Regions from separate parts of the Gossypium hirsutum genome. Here region 1 is linked to region 2. The links are chromatin contacts, called in public Hi-C maps. All regions are on one chromosome and are shown on one strand. Each heading gives the region's core, a stretch centred on a gene start, on an enhancer-like site or on the middle of the called end of the contact. The rest is flanking DNA. Distances are from core to core; before and after follow the strand shown.

What was found. Hi-C and Micro-C count contacts between places; a contact is called where the count stands out from the background.
Region 1: a contact with region 2 is called in a Hi-C map of leaf, with 3 times the contacts expected there. The contact joins the promoter of LOC121208280 here to the promoter of LOC107915933 in region 2. A contact is called at or near these places in 4 of 34 Hi-C or Micro-C datasets (all in leaf).

What each region holds. Positions count from the first base shown.
Region 1 is chrA10:17,780,187-17,786,830 of Gossypium_hirsutum_v2.1, reverse strand. It overlaps LOC121208280 (F-box protein SKIP2), which reads right to left and starts at 1,638. Exons shown (of 1, transcript XM_041078822.1): 1 at 1-1,638. The coding sequence starts at 1,501.
Region 2 is chrA10:17,369,342-17,375,457 of Gossypium_hirsutum_v2.1, reverse strand. LOC107915933 (1-aminocyclopropane-1-carboxylate synthase) reads left to right here and starts at 2,172. Exons shown (of 4, transcript XM_016845117.2): 1 at 2,172-2,471; 2 at 2,549-2,680; 3 at 2,762-2,922; 4 at 3,018-4,204. The coding sequence starts at 2,325. The coding sequence ends at 4,062.

The sequences.
Region 1 (6,644 bases), core at 389-2,888, 410 kb before region 2:
TGTCAGTTACTTGGCTAACCACCTGCGGAAAATCCACCCCAACTTCATGTATTCCACCATTACTGACACTAGCCTCAAAACCACCATCTATCTCACAAGCATCCATATTGATCACTAGAGATCCCCTTTGTTCGCGCAACCATTCACCAGCCTCACAACTCACTCCCCTACATTTCCTCAACTTAATTTTCACCAAACTGGGACAACCAGAACCCAGTGCTTCAATGGCAATATCCGAAATAGGACATCCCTTGATGCAAAGTTTCTTCAAAGCCATACATTTTGCTGCAATGCACGCAATCTCTGTATTACCAATAGTCCCACTTCCACAAAGTGCTAATCTTTCAAGTTTCGAGCAATTAGAAGCAATGGCTCCCAAGCTCAAATGGGTAGCATTAACGCCAACCAGAACAAGTTCTTCTAAATTAGGACAGTGTTTGGCTACAGCAACCAAACCCTCATCTCCAATCCTATTAGTCCTCCAACCATCAACATGAAGCTTCTTTAACAACTTACAATGCTCAGCTACACTAATAAGCCCATAATTTGAACAATCTGGGGTTTTCACAATATGCAAATTTTCAATTTTGGTGCATTTGGAAATAGCAGATAGGCCAATATCACTTACTTGAAGCCTCTCAAGGTGAATTTCCATCAAAGCATCATTGTTACCTTTGCTATTATAGTTATTAAGATGGATATTTTCTTTTCCGTTTCGATTTCGATTCCCAATTAATTGAAGGACTCTGTCCCAATCACCCAAACAATGTATAATTTTCAAAGCCTTAAGGTTTTTTGCTCCAACCACAAGCGGTTCAAAAGACTGACCGTTAACGAGCTCCTTCAAGCAAATCGTTTTCAGCGAAGAAGCTGCCGCTCCAGGCCCGATCGCCTCAGCTCCGTCGTGGATTCCTCTGAGCCTTTTCACCGATAACTCTTCTAAATTCGAGCAATAATCAAGGACAGCGTTCAAAGCTTTGGCACCGAACGTACAAGAACCACAAGAAAGTTTCCTTAGGTTCTTAGAATTCTTAGCAAAAGCCGACATCCCTTCATCGCTGATTTCGCGGCAACCGCGGAGCTTAAGCCGTGTGAGGTTTTGGCAACGGATTGAGATAGCAACCAAAGCGCGGTCGCTTAAGCTGATTGATCTACGGCTACAACGTAGAGTGAGTTTGGTTACGGAATCGAAGCGCATAAAGATAGAAGGCAAAGAAGCTTCGATCTCAGATTGAGCGTCGAGAGACAAACGGTGGCGGCTCCAACCGTCAACGCACAGCCACCGCTTGCAGACAAGCGAACAACGGTTCCGATCACCATGGCCGAGGAATTGAAAAACATAAGCTAAACACTCGTCGGGAATCTCAGCGGTGTAATCCCGATTCGCCAAAATCTCATCGGAAAATCCATCGCTGGAACCCAAACTAGAAGAAGATAAAAAGCCAAAACGGTGGCTGAAGGAGCTTTCCCTGTCTAAAGCGGCGGAAGGAGATTGACCCATTGTGGCGGGTGCAGTATAGGCGCCAGCGACAGAAAGCAAACACAGAGAGAATAGCTTTTTTTTTTTTTTTTTCTTCTTTGAAATTAGGTTTGGGAAATGTGTTTGGGAGAGAAATTATAAGGGTGGGTTGAAAAGTGGGGTATATAATATACATGAATTTGGCCCCGTCAAATGGGGCGTGGTGCTTGTCTCGTCGCAATCACCATGGCTGACTAAACATCCATTATTTTAAATTAAACCCCCCATTTCCTTTTCTTCCATTTTAGGTGCGCATAGCAATTCGCATTTAACTCAATAAATTCAGTTCTTCAAACTTCACCATAATTGTTTACAGGCTCATTTCATCTAGTTTAAAATTGAAATAAATATAAAAATATAAAAATTTCTCTATACTTTAGTCTATATACTTAAAAAAAGTTTTATTTTTTTAATTTAAAAATATCAATCCTATCATCAACATCGTTAGTGTTATCGACAAATTTTATCAATTTAACAAGTTGATTAAACCGTCCTTATATGACATTGTATATAATTAATAGAAAATAAATATTTTGATGTAAATTGTTAGATTAAAATTTTTAAATTGAAAACATAAAAAGATTAAATTTTTAACTTTTAAAATATAGAAATTAAATCTCAAATTTTAAAAAATACAAGGATTAATAATATATTGTAACCAAATTTCTCGAATCACCAACCACGCATATGTATGCTTCTACTTGATTGAAACAAAAAATTTAAATAAAAAAAATGGTATAGCTCCTCTTGAGAATGTAGAAATATGGTTTTGGATTTTAACATTTTATCATAGCTTTCTTTGTTTTATCGAAAATAATTTTTAAAAAAAATTAATGTTTTCTAGTGTTTGGATGAATATGTGTAAAATATTTTCTATTCTTTTCTAGATTTCATGAAAATATTTCTTAAAAATTGTTTTCAATGAAACAAACATAAATTTGAGGTTTATGATAAAAGGTAAATTGATTACAAAGTGATGTTAAGGTGAAATTATAGTAAATAAAGAGTCTTCATGATGTTAAGGATTAAATTGTAAATTTTATGAAATTTATAATTGAAACAAGAGAAGTGATATGTATGAAAATTTGTTATGTGGAATAAGATATTATAATGAATTATTTGATTGAAGTGCTTATGTCGTGAAAAAATAAATTACATGACAACAGAGACTAAATTGAAAAATGTACAAAAGTTTAACTGTGAAACAATTTAATATGTGAATAAGGAAATTATGATAAAAGTTTAATGAATATGTTATGAGATGATAAAATATGTATAAAGTATTGTAAAAGTGAAATTTTGGAAAAATATGGAATTTTTATGATGACATGGACTAAATTGTTAAACTTAAGAAAATATATGGATGAAATAATAGAAGTGAATCACATAGAAATTTGATATGTGAAACAATATATTGAGACAAATTATGTTATTAAAGTGTAACAAAAAAGAATATTGATTTAATATGATTAATTAATGAATATCGAACCTTTATAACAAAGAGAGACTAAATTGAAAAGTTATTAAAGTTTATAAGAAAATATTTGATAAGTAAAGAATGTAATAAAGAATGGAACATCCCAGTGCTTTAACCTAATATTTAGGTAGTGCATGAGGGTGTTATAGTGAACAGAGTCCTATCAATTTGAAAAATATCTTATGAAAAAAATTTGGTAACGTATTTTATAAGAATAAAGAGATAATTTTATGTTGACAAATTTTTTTTATGCTAATCATCCTGTTTTACGTAAAAAAAAAAAAGATTGAAAATACTTTCCGTATAAAAATTTACCTTCAAACAAATTCAACGTAAAATTTTATTTTTAAAGAAGAAAAAAGTTAGCAGTAAAAACAATTTTCATTAACTATTTTTTTAAAATAATCAGCATATGCACTTTAAAGTTAATTATAACTTCAAACAATATTATATAAAATAAACAATGATAAAAATAAATAAATTATCATTTCACTAAAAATTAACCTAGCAATCCCTCAATTTGAGGGATTACTTCAATCTATTAGATCAAATACACAACATAATTTTAATACAAAAATTTATTCATTAATTTCAAAAAATTTCAATATTACTTATTTAATAAAAAAATTAATATTACTTAATGGCAATAACTATTTATTTTTGCGTTATTTTGTTAATAATGTATATATATATTGTCACTTGTTTGAGATGACATGATAGTAGTTGATATTGTATCAATACCATTTGTATTAGCTGGTATATATTATTTTAGTTCTAAATTAGTATCAAGTATTTTAGGTTTCGTTTTAGTTAAAATTTCGGTACATTTCGACCATCTCGATATGCTTCGACCCATTTTAGCTAATATTGACTTGTATTAATGTGTACTAGTTCGTACTAATTGATAAAGAATTTTGACATTTAGACCAACTTTTAAATTTTTTATTTTAATTATTTCAATTTTTCTATAATTACATTTAAAATTAATAGTTATTAAATTAAATTATTGTACTTAATTAATAATTTTAAAACTTATATTACATATAAACATATTTATGAATGTAATTGAGATATATTTGCATGTATATATAATATATAATTTATTTTTAGAAAATATATAATTTATTAATAAATTAAAAAATAGACTATAAATATATGCGTGAAAAATATTTAAATTTATATATGATTTATCAAGAAACTAAAAAGTATACTATAAATATATATGAAAAATATTTAAAAACATATCGGTACTTTTATGTACCAATATCAAGACTGTAACACACCCTCCGGCTTTAGACATGTTGCAACATAACAAGCCACCTGAAAAACTCCCATAAGCAATCCGCTGCTCTCCATTGTCCAGGTGGTTACCGAATGACTAGCGTCTCAGAAGACCTACTTCTATCCAATCTCCTGACTCCTCTAGAAGGATTCTGGTCATCAAGTTATTAGTTCTTGTGAGCAGACTACCTGTTACCTTCAGAAGGGTCTTATCTACCGTTCTTGTGAACAAGTTGCTCGCTCCGCAATGCAATTGCTTTCTTAGTGTAAACACTCCTATTGTGGACATGCCATTTAAGCCATCAAACCACACTTGAACATAACAACCTCGTACCATAACTCAGAAAAAATGACAAAATGAACCCCATCACGATCATCTCCCTATGTGCTCTACAATGACTGTTCATTAGTAGCAAGTTTACCACATCAACACTATAAAGAAAGGATCAACCCTTAAGCATTCACTGCTACCTTATAACCCTCAACCTTCTCTTTTATGTACTTAGTCTCTTTACTTATATACTTTCTTTGGCTCTTGACTTTTTTCAGTACCATCACGTTCTCTTTTTTTTATTGATACCCTTAACAAAGATAAAAATAATGTATTTATTAATATGATATTAACTATTTTCTAATAATAATTAAATTACAATGTTAGAAAGAGAAAAAAGCAGTGAAGTCTATGAGAAATTTATTAGTTACGTTTTCTAATAAATAGTTTCTAGAAAGTAAAAAAGGTATACGTAGTTTCCAATATGGGAAAAAAATCAACGGTCAACAATGTGGTTCAAAACCTAAACCGGTGGTCCAATAAGTTAGAAACTAAGGTTGTCTTGCATTGGACTTAAATATCCACCATATTTTAAATATTAGAATAGGGCGTGCTTTCAAAACAAAGTAAGGGCGAAGAAAATTATGTAATTATATTTATAAAATATTAACATTTTGGTTGGTTGATTTATTTAGAATTTAAATTATTTTTAATTTTTTTAATAGCGTTGATATTTACCCAATCAAGAAGTTAAATATAAAATGGATGAGAGGATTCATTGTGAGTAGTGTAAACCTAACTTAAAATTAAAAACTTTTCCTTAAAGATAATTATTTATTTCTATTTTTTAAAATTATTCATTTTCAATGATTTTTGTCTGAAAATTAAATATATTTTTTATTTTTAATTTTTATGGGACACTTCACATTTCTTCTTTAGTTTGTTAAGATTGGACCAAAATGATCTCATATTTCTTAACCTTATTATTTCTATTACTGTTGAAAGCATCCATTTCCAGCTAAAACAAACAAATTTCTTTATTAAAATTTCTTCATCCTCAAAAATTTCTCCACTATAAAAAGATGAAAAAAATAAACCCATACCAAAGTCCACCAACAAATTTGAAAATTTTAAAGAAATATTTGATGTTGAAGAAGAAGAGTTTGTTAATGATTTTTATTTTATTTTTTTACTTTGAAGAAGAAGCTAAGTGTATATACTTTTTAAATTTTCTAAATTTTTATATCCATGTTTTTAGATTTTGTATCATCTTTTAGCTTTTTTTATATATTTTATATTTAAATTTTAATGTTATGCTGTGAAATAATTTTAGAGTAACATCTCATCACATTTAACATTATTACAAAAAGAAAAAATGGAGTAAAACGTGTGACACTACTAATTTATGTATCAATTTGTACAAAAAAAATTAGGTACCAGCATGAGAAAAAAAATCGAGTTCAAGGACCAAAATGAAGCTTATCCCATAAAATAATTATAAAAGTATAAAAGAATTTTAAAATGTAGGGACTAAATTAATAAAAATTGTAAAGGTTGAGAGTTAAATTTGTGATTATACCTATTTTTAAAATATATATTAGGCCAAAATTTAACAAAAAGAATGAAAATAAGTGATTTGAAAAGTAGAGAGACTAATTTTGAACAAATAAAAGTAGAAGGACTAAATCCACACAAATTTATAAGTATAGGGACTATCCTTAGAACTTAACCTTTTTTATAGGATTAATATTTTACAATATCAATCTAAATGTGTTTATCAGGCATATAAATTTTCGAATTAACCCTATATCTCAATAATATCAACTCAGAGTTCTTTTTATAAAATAAATAGTAATATTAATCCTATAAAAAATTATGTACACTGATATAAGTGAATTCCTATCTATATATTATATATATACTATTATTTAAAAGACCGATTAAATTATGTCGCTCATAAATCAAATCTCAACTCCATTAAGAAATTATCAAAAACTTAATTTTTTTTATAAAATAACAAACATTTATAGTAATAATAATTCTTATCATTTTGTATTTTATATAAAATATAAAAACATGCCTAATAAAATTTAAAT
Region 2 (6,116 bases), core at 923-3,422:
ATCTCTTTTACAATTATATAAGAAATCATTTAATATATAAATTAAATAATACTAATTAATCTAAACCCTAAACTTTTAACCCTTATCCTTAAATCCTAAATCCTAAACCCTAAACCCATATCCCTTAACTCTTAAACCCTAAACCCTTAACACCTAACCCTAAACCTTAAACCCCAACACATAATTCCTAAACCATAATCCATAAACCTTAAAATATTAACTCATAAACCATAAACCCCTAACCCATGTCCCTTTAATGCCTAGCCCTTATGCCCTTAACACTTAACCCCTAACCCCTAACCATTAACCCCAACCCATAAACCACCCTTAAACCATAATCCTTAGACTCATAATCCATAAACCTTAAAATAATAACTCATAAACAGTAAACCTTTAACCATATACCGTAAACCTTAAACTATAATGATATTCAATATTTTAAAATTAATACTATCTTTTTTACAAGTATATAAGAAAAAATTTAACATATAAATTAAAAAACAATTAGTCATATACCAAAAATCTTTAAAATTAATTTAAATAATAGTATTTTAATTTTTTTCATTTTTTGTGACGTTTTTCAAAAAAGCCGCTAAAGATTGAGCATTACTGGCTTTTTTCAAAAAGCGCCGCTAAAGGTGTACTTATAGCGGCGTTTCTTAAAAAAGCGCCACTAATACTCGATCTTTAGCGGTGCTTTTAAAAAGCGCCGCTAAGCCACTAAAATTTTGCAAAACTCTTTTACACGTTTTTCAAAAAAAGCCAACGCCGCTAAAGATCAAGTATTAGCGGCGTTTTCTAAAAAGCGCCGCTAAAGGTGTACATATAGCGACGTTTTTAAAAAGCGCCGTTAAAGGCACTAAAGGCTCAATACAAAACGACAGCATTGTGTTAATTTTTTTGTGCCGTTTTTTGAACGCCGCTAAAGGCACTAAAGGCTCAATACAAAACGACGGCGTTGTGTTAATTTTTTTGCGGTGTTTTTTGAACGCCGCTAAAGATCAAGCATTTTTCTAAAAAACGCCGCTAATACTCAATCTTTAGCGGCGTTTTTCATTCAAACGCCGCTAAAAATACTGCTAAAAACCTGTTTTGCTGTAGTGAATAGACAAAAACTTTTAAAAGTGAAACTTATTAAACTATGAAAAATATAAAACTTAATAACACGAGTCCAAACCGACTCATGAAATAATTTATTATTTTGAAATACTCTCAAAACAGAAACAGATTAAGAAATCAACGAAGAGTTACCCAAATTTTTTTTAAAAAAAAGTCGGTAGCGTTTTAATGATGATAGACACCGTCATCTGTTCATCATAACTTGTGAAATACTTAAAAAAATAAATTTGTAAACTAAAAAGAGAGAATATACTTGGAGTGAATGAGAAAAAAAATAAAAAGAGAGTTGATAGACAAGAGAAAAAGGTGGGTGGTAAGGGTAACACCGCCACTAAACAAAAGAAAAAGTTGTAGGGTTTTGAAAAAGTTCATAATGAATATTTTTTAATTTAATTATAATAGTATATCTATTATTTTAAAATAATAAAATGTAATATTTAAAATAGTCGTAACTCAATCTGAAAATTTCAAAGCGGCGGGTAGATCAAGGACATCTTGAACAAGAGGGTTGGATTGGTTAAGAGAAAGGGCCTATACCCTCCAACTTACCGTAGACTTTGATGTGGGTGAGTCGTGTAGCCCATGCTTTTGCCTTTTTCCTCCATAGGACAAACAAATAATTTTGATAAGAAGAGAAATTGTGTTTAATTTTTGGGATTTCTGTAACCTTTTCATATCTCATTTGTATAAAAAGAAATGTAGATGAAAATGGATGTGTGGTAGAAACAATTATTTTTCTCTTTATATTCAATATATTTATTATATAAAAATAAAAGCTAATGGGTGCAGGCGGACGCTTCTGTTCCCCTTAATTCCTTATTAGACTTTTTTACAATATTTTATAAAAAAATAGTAAAAAGAGTATCTTCTAAAATTTTATAATATAATTATCTTTTATTGTTATGCCCAAAATAAAATAATTAGCTTATCTGCTGTTTGGTAAATACATAAAAAACCTGTCATTTATTAGTTCTCTGTTTCTATCCTAAATAAAGCTCCAATCAGTATAGTCAAAAGCGGCCCTAATTTAAAACTTTGGTGCCTTATGCAATGTATATATATCTCCATTTGCAGCAGACCTCACCATTACTTACATTTCTTCCCTCTCTTTCTCTATTTTTTTTCTTTTGGCTACGATTGATCTAAACAGGAGCTTATATTAGAGCTTTTTAAGTCCTTTTTTCTATAGCTCAAAGAGGCCAAAAATGGGGTTATTGTCAAGAAGAGCCACTTGTAACACTCATGGGCAAGATTCTTCTTACTTTCTAGGATGGCAGGAATATAAGAAAAACCCCTACAATGAAGTCAACAACCCTAATGGTATTATCCAGATGGGTCTTGCAGAAAATCAGGTAACGAGATTTTCTTTTTCTTTTCTTTTTTGAAACTGAGTTTGATATCTCAAATCTTAATGCATTCTTTTTTGTAGCTCTGCTTGGATCTTCTTGAACCATGGCTGATGAAAAACCCAGATGCACTGGGTTTGAAGAGAGATGGGATATCCATATTCAAAGAGCTTGCTCTTTTCCAAGATTATAATGGCTTCCCTGCATTCAAAAGGGTAAGCTTAGCTAATTAAAAAAAATATCCCATAAACATATTAGAAGATAATATTTGGGTTATTGATGATTTTGATGAACAGGCATTGGTTGATTTCATGGGTGAAATCCGAGGAAACAAAGTAAGTTTTGACCCAAATCATGTAGTTCTCACTGCTGGTGCAACCTCCGCCAATGAAACTCTTATGTTTTGTCTCGCTGATCAAGGCGACGCTTTTCTTCTTCCTACGCCATATTACCCAGGGTATATCTTTTGCTTTCTTTATACCTTATTTTATGCATGCATGAAAACATACGTAATTCACTCATACATTCATCATTTTCTCCCCCCCTTAATAGTTTTGATAGAGATCTGAGGTGGCGAACTGGGGTTGAAATAGTACCCATACATTGTACCAGTTCTAATGGCTTCAAAGTCACTTTACCCGCCATCGAACAAGCTTATCGACAAGCTCAAAAAAGGAAGCTGAGAGTGAAAGGGGTTTTAATCACCAACCCTTCTAACCCACTGGGGACGACAATGGCGAGAGACGAATTGTATTTACTCATCAACTTCATTGAAGACAAACAAATTCATTTAATCAGCGATGAAATTTACGCCGGCACTGTTTTCACCTCTCCATCCTTCGTAAGTGTAATGGAAGTTTTAAAAGATCGAAATCTCGATCAAACTCAAGTCTGGGAAAGAGTTCATATTGTATACAGTCTTTCTAAAGATTTGGGTCTTCCTGGTTTTCGAGTTGGTGCTATTTACTCCAACGATCCCGTCGTTGTCTCCGCCGCCATTAAAATGTCCAGTTTCGGCCTCGTTTCTTCTCAAACACAGTATCTACTCTCTGCCATGTTATTCGACAAGAAGTTCACGAAAGAATACATGTCCGAGAACCACAAGAGGCTTCAAAAGCAACAAAAGGACCTGGTTTCAGGCCTGGAAAAAGCCGGCATTAGGTGTTTAGACAGCAATGCCGGGCTGTTCTGTTGGGTCGACATGAGGCACCTTTTGAAGTCCAACACGTTCGAAGCCGAAATGGAGCTGTGGCAGAAAATTGTTTACCATGTTAAAATAAACATTTCGCCTGGTTCTTCATGTCATTGCATTGAACCAGGTTGGTTTCGAGTTTGCTTTGCTAACATGTTGGAAAGCACCCTGAAACTCGCCATCCAACGGTTGAAATCCTTCGTTAGTTCCATCGCCATGAAGTCCCAAAGCCACCAAGAGTTGAAAAGCTTAAGACGAAAAGCCCGCAACAATTGGGTTTCTCGGCTTTCCTTACAATCTTTCTATGATCGGGAACAAGACACTACAACAGAAGTTAGCTTTAGCTACCGACCACATTTCATGTCCTTGTCTAATATTGCAGCCACATTAGATGCGGCTGCCTAAAATAAGAATATTCGTAACATTTTTAAATGTTGTTAAATTTAATTGAAACCATAAAAATTCTCCTTGTGAATAAAAAAATTATACATAGTCAATAAAACAAATTATTGTTAAATGGTATAATTTTACCAATTTATGTATTTGAATTTTTTGATGTAATCATTCGAAGATAAATTTATTCCAATTTCATTTATTATAAATATTGACGTAATTTACGCTCAATTGTTGATATTAAAATATTATTAAGCTGAGAATATCAGACAGTACGAAAATATGGAACTAGACTCCATACAAAATAGAATATGTGCAATTATTAAGAATTTAGAATAAAATCATCATAAAAAATATCGATTTTTTTTAATACGAAATAAAAATAGCTTAAATACAATTATGGCGTGATAAAATATATAAATGCATTAAATTATTGTTAAATGAATTTCATTTCTTAAGATGTCTAATTTCTCTATTTAAATTAATTCAATAGGGTTAAGTGTTTAAATCAGCCATATCTATTATTTGTAAATTAGATTAACTTCAATTAATATATTGTTTTAGCAAACTGAACATTTTTTTCTTTTAGATATCTAAGCTTATCTGGTTAGTCAATGAAAGAGTCATGCGTTCACATTTTGGCTAGCATATATATAATTTTAAATTTTAAATGGTTAAGTTCAATTATAAACTTTTTTAAAATATTTTAAAATTTTTAAAGTGGATTGAGAACTAGCATTGCACCGCCCTTAATAGAATAAAATTAAATTAATTTTATATGTTTTCATAATTTTTTATATTATTTTATTTTTTATTTGGATATTCATATCTTATTCACCTATATATATTTTTTGGTGAAATAAATAATTACTAGTATGAATTACACAAAAATATTCTCAAGAGGAACAAAACCCCTTATCTTATCAAAATCAATAAAAATAAAAGCTAAACTCTCTATAGGGGGAGAATCAAAAACTTGTAACTCCTCTTTCTTGACCAAAGCCAACTTAGCTAAGTAGTCTGCAACCTGATTTTGCTCTCTAGGGATGTATTGCCACTGACCTTATTGGGACAAAATGCTCTATATCCTTTTGATCAAAGCTGAGTTTGAAGAAATAGAAAAACCTCATTGTATGGCTTTCACAACTTCTAAGCTATCAGATTGAATTAACACCTTATCGTAACCTCCATGTTGAATGAGTTTAAGCCCCTCTAGAATTCCTCAATTGCATAAAAAACTGAACATTTCTCTAAATATCTATTATATCCAAAAACTCAATCTCTAGTCTCATCCCGCACTATTCCCCTAACAGTTGCATTATCAGAATGTAATTGAACAACACCGTCTGTATTCAACAAAAGCCATTTCTCACTTGCTGACTCTCCAGTGTAAGTCTCACAGCAGCCATTCGGATCAGCATTGATGTAAAAAAAAAAACTGTTTGGCCCAGCTGCTCGAAACTTTAACTATTTCCTCCGGACTGCAGGATCTTCCTTGAAATATAAAAAGGTTACGGTTCTTCCATAAACGCCAAGCAAGTATGCCAAAGAGGCACGACCAGTTGGCTCTTCCCTCGTGTATCTTGGTAGTGTCCTGCACATTACAATAGATCTAATCATGTAAACTATTCGAAAAAAAAAGTTCGTTCGATGACTTACCTGGATGACCTGACTCCAGATTACCTTAATGCTTGTGTAGCCTCTAAGAATTTGTAAAATATCTTCTGGAGCATGACCGTAAAAAGGACAAGAGGAATCAACTACTAATCCCCGCATAACTCCTTCAATATTTCTAAGAAGTCTTTGTTTCAAAATCGTCCATAAGAAAAAATGAACCCTTTGAGGACCTGGCAACTTCCCTACTCTCCAAGATTTTTCTGTCAAAATCTTATACGCACTTTTGATAGAGAAAACCCCTGTCGAGGTATGGCACCAACTCTATCATTCCCCTCAGAAGGATATAGAGGAGGGATACCCATAATATGTTGTACCGCAACATCCGACAACCAGATTTTGAATAGATCTAGGTTCGACAAACCTTTCTCATTCACCATTTCATTGAGTAG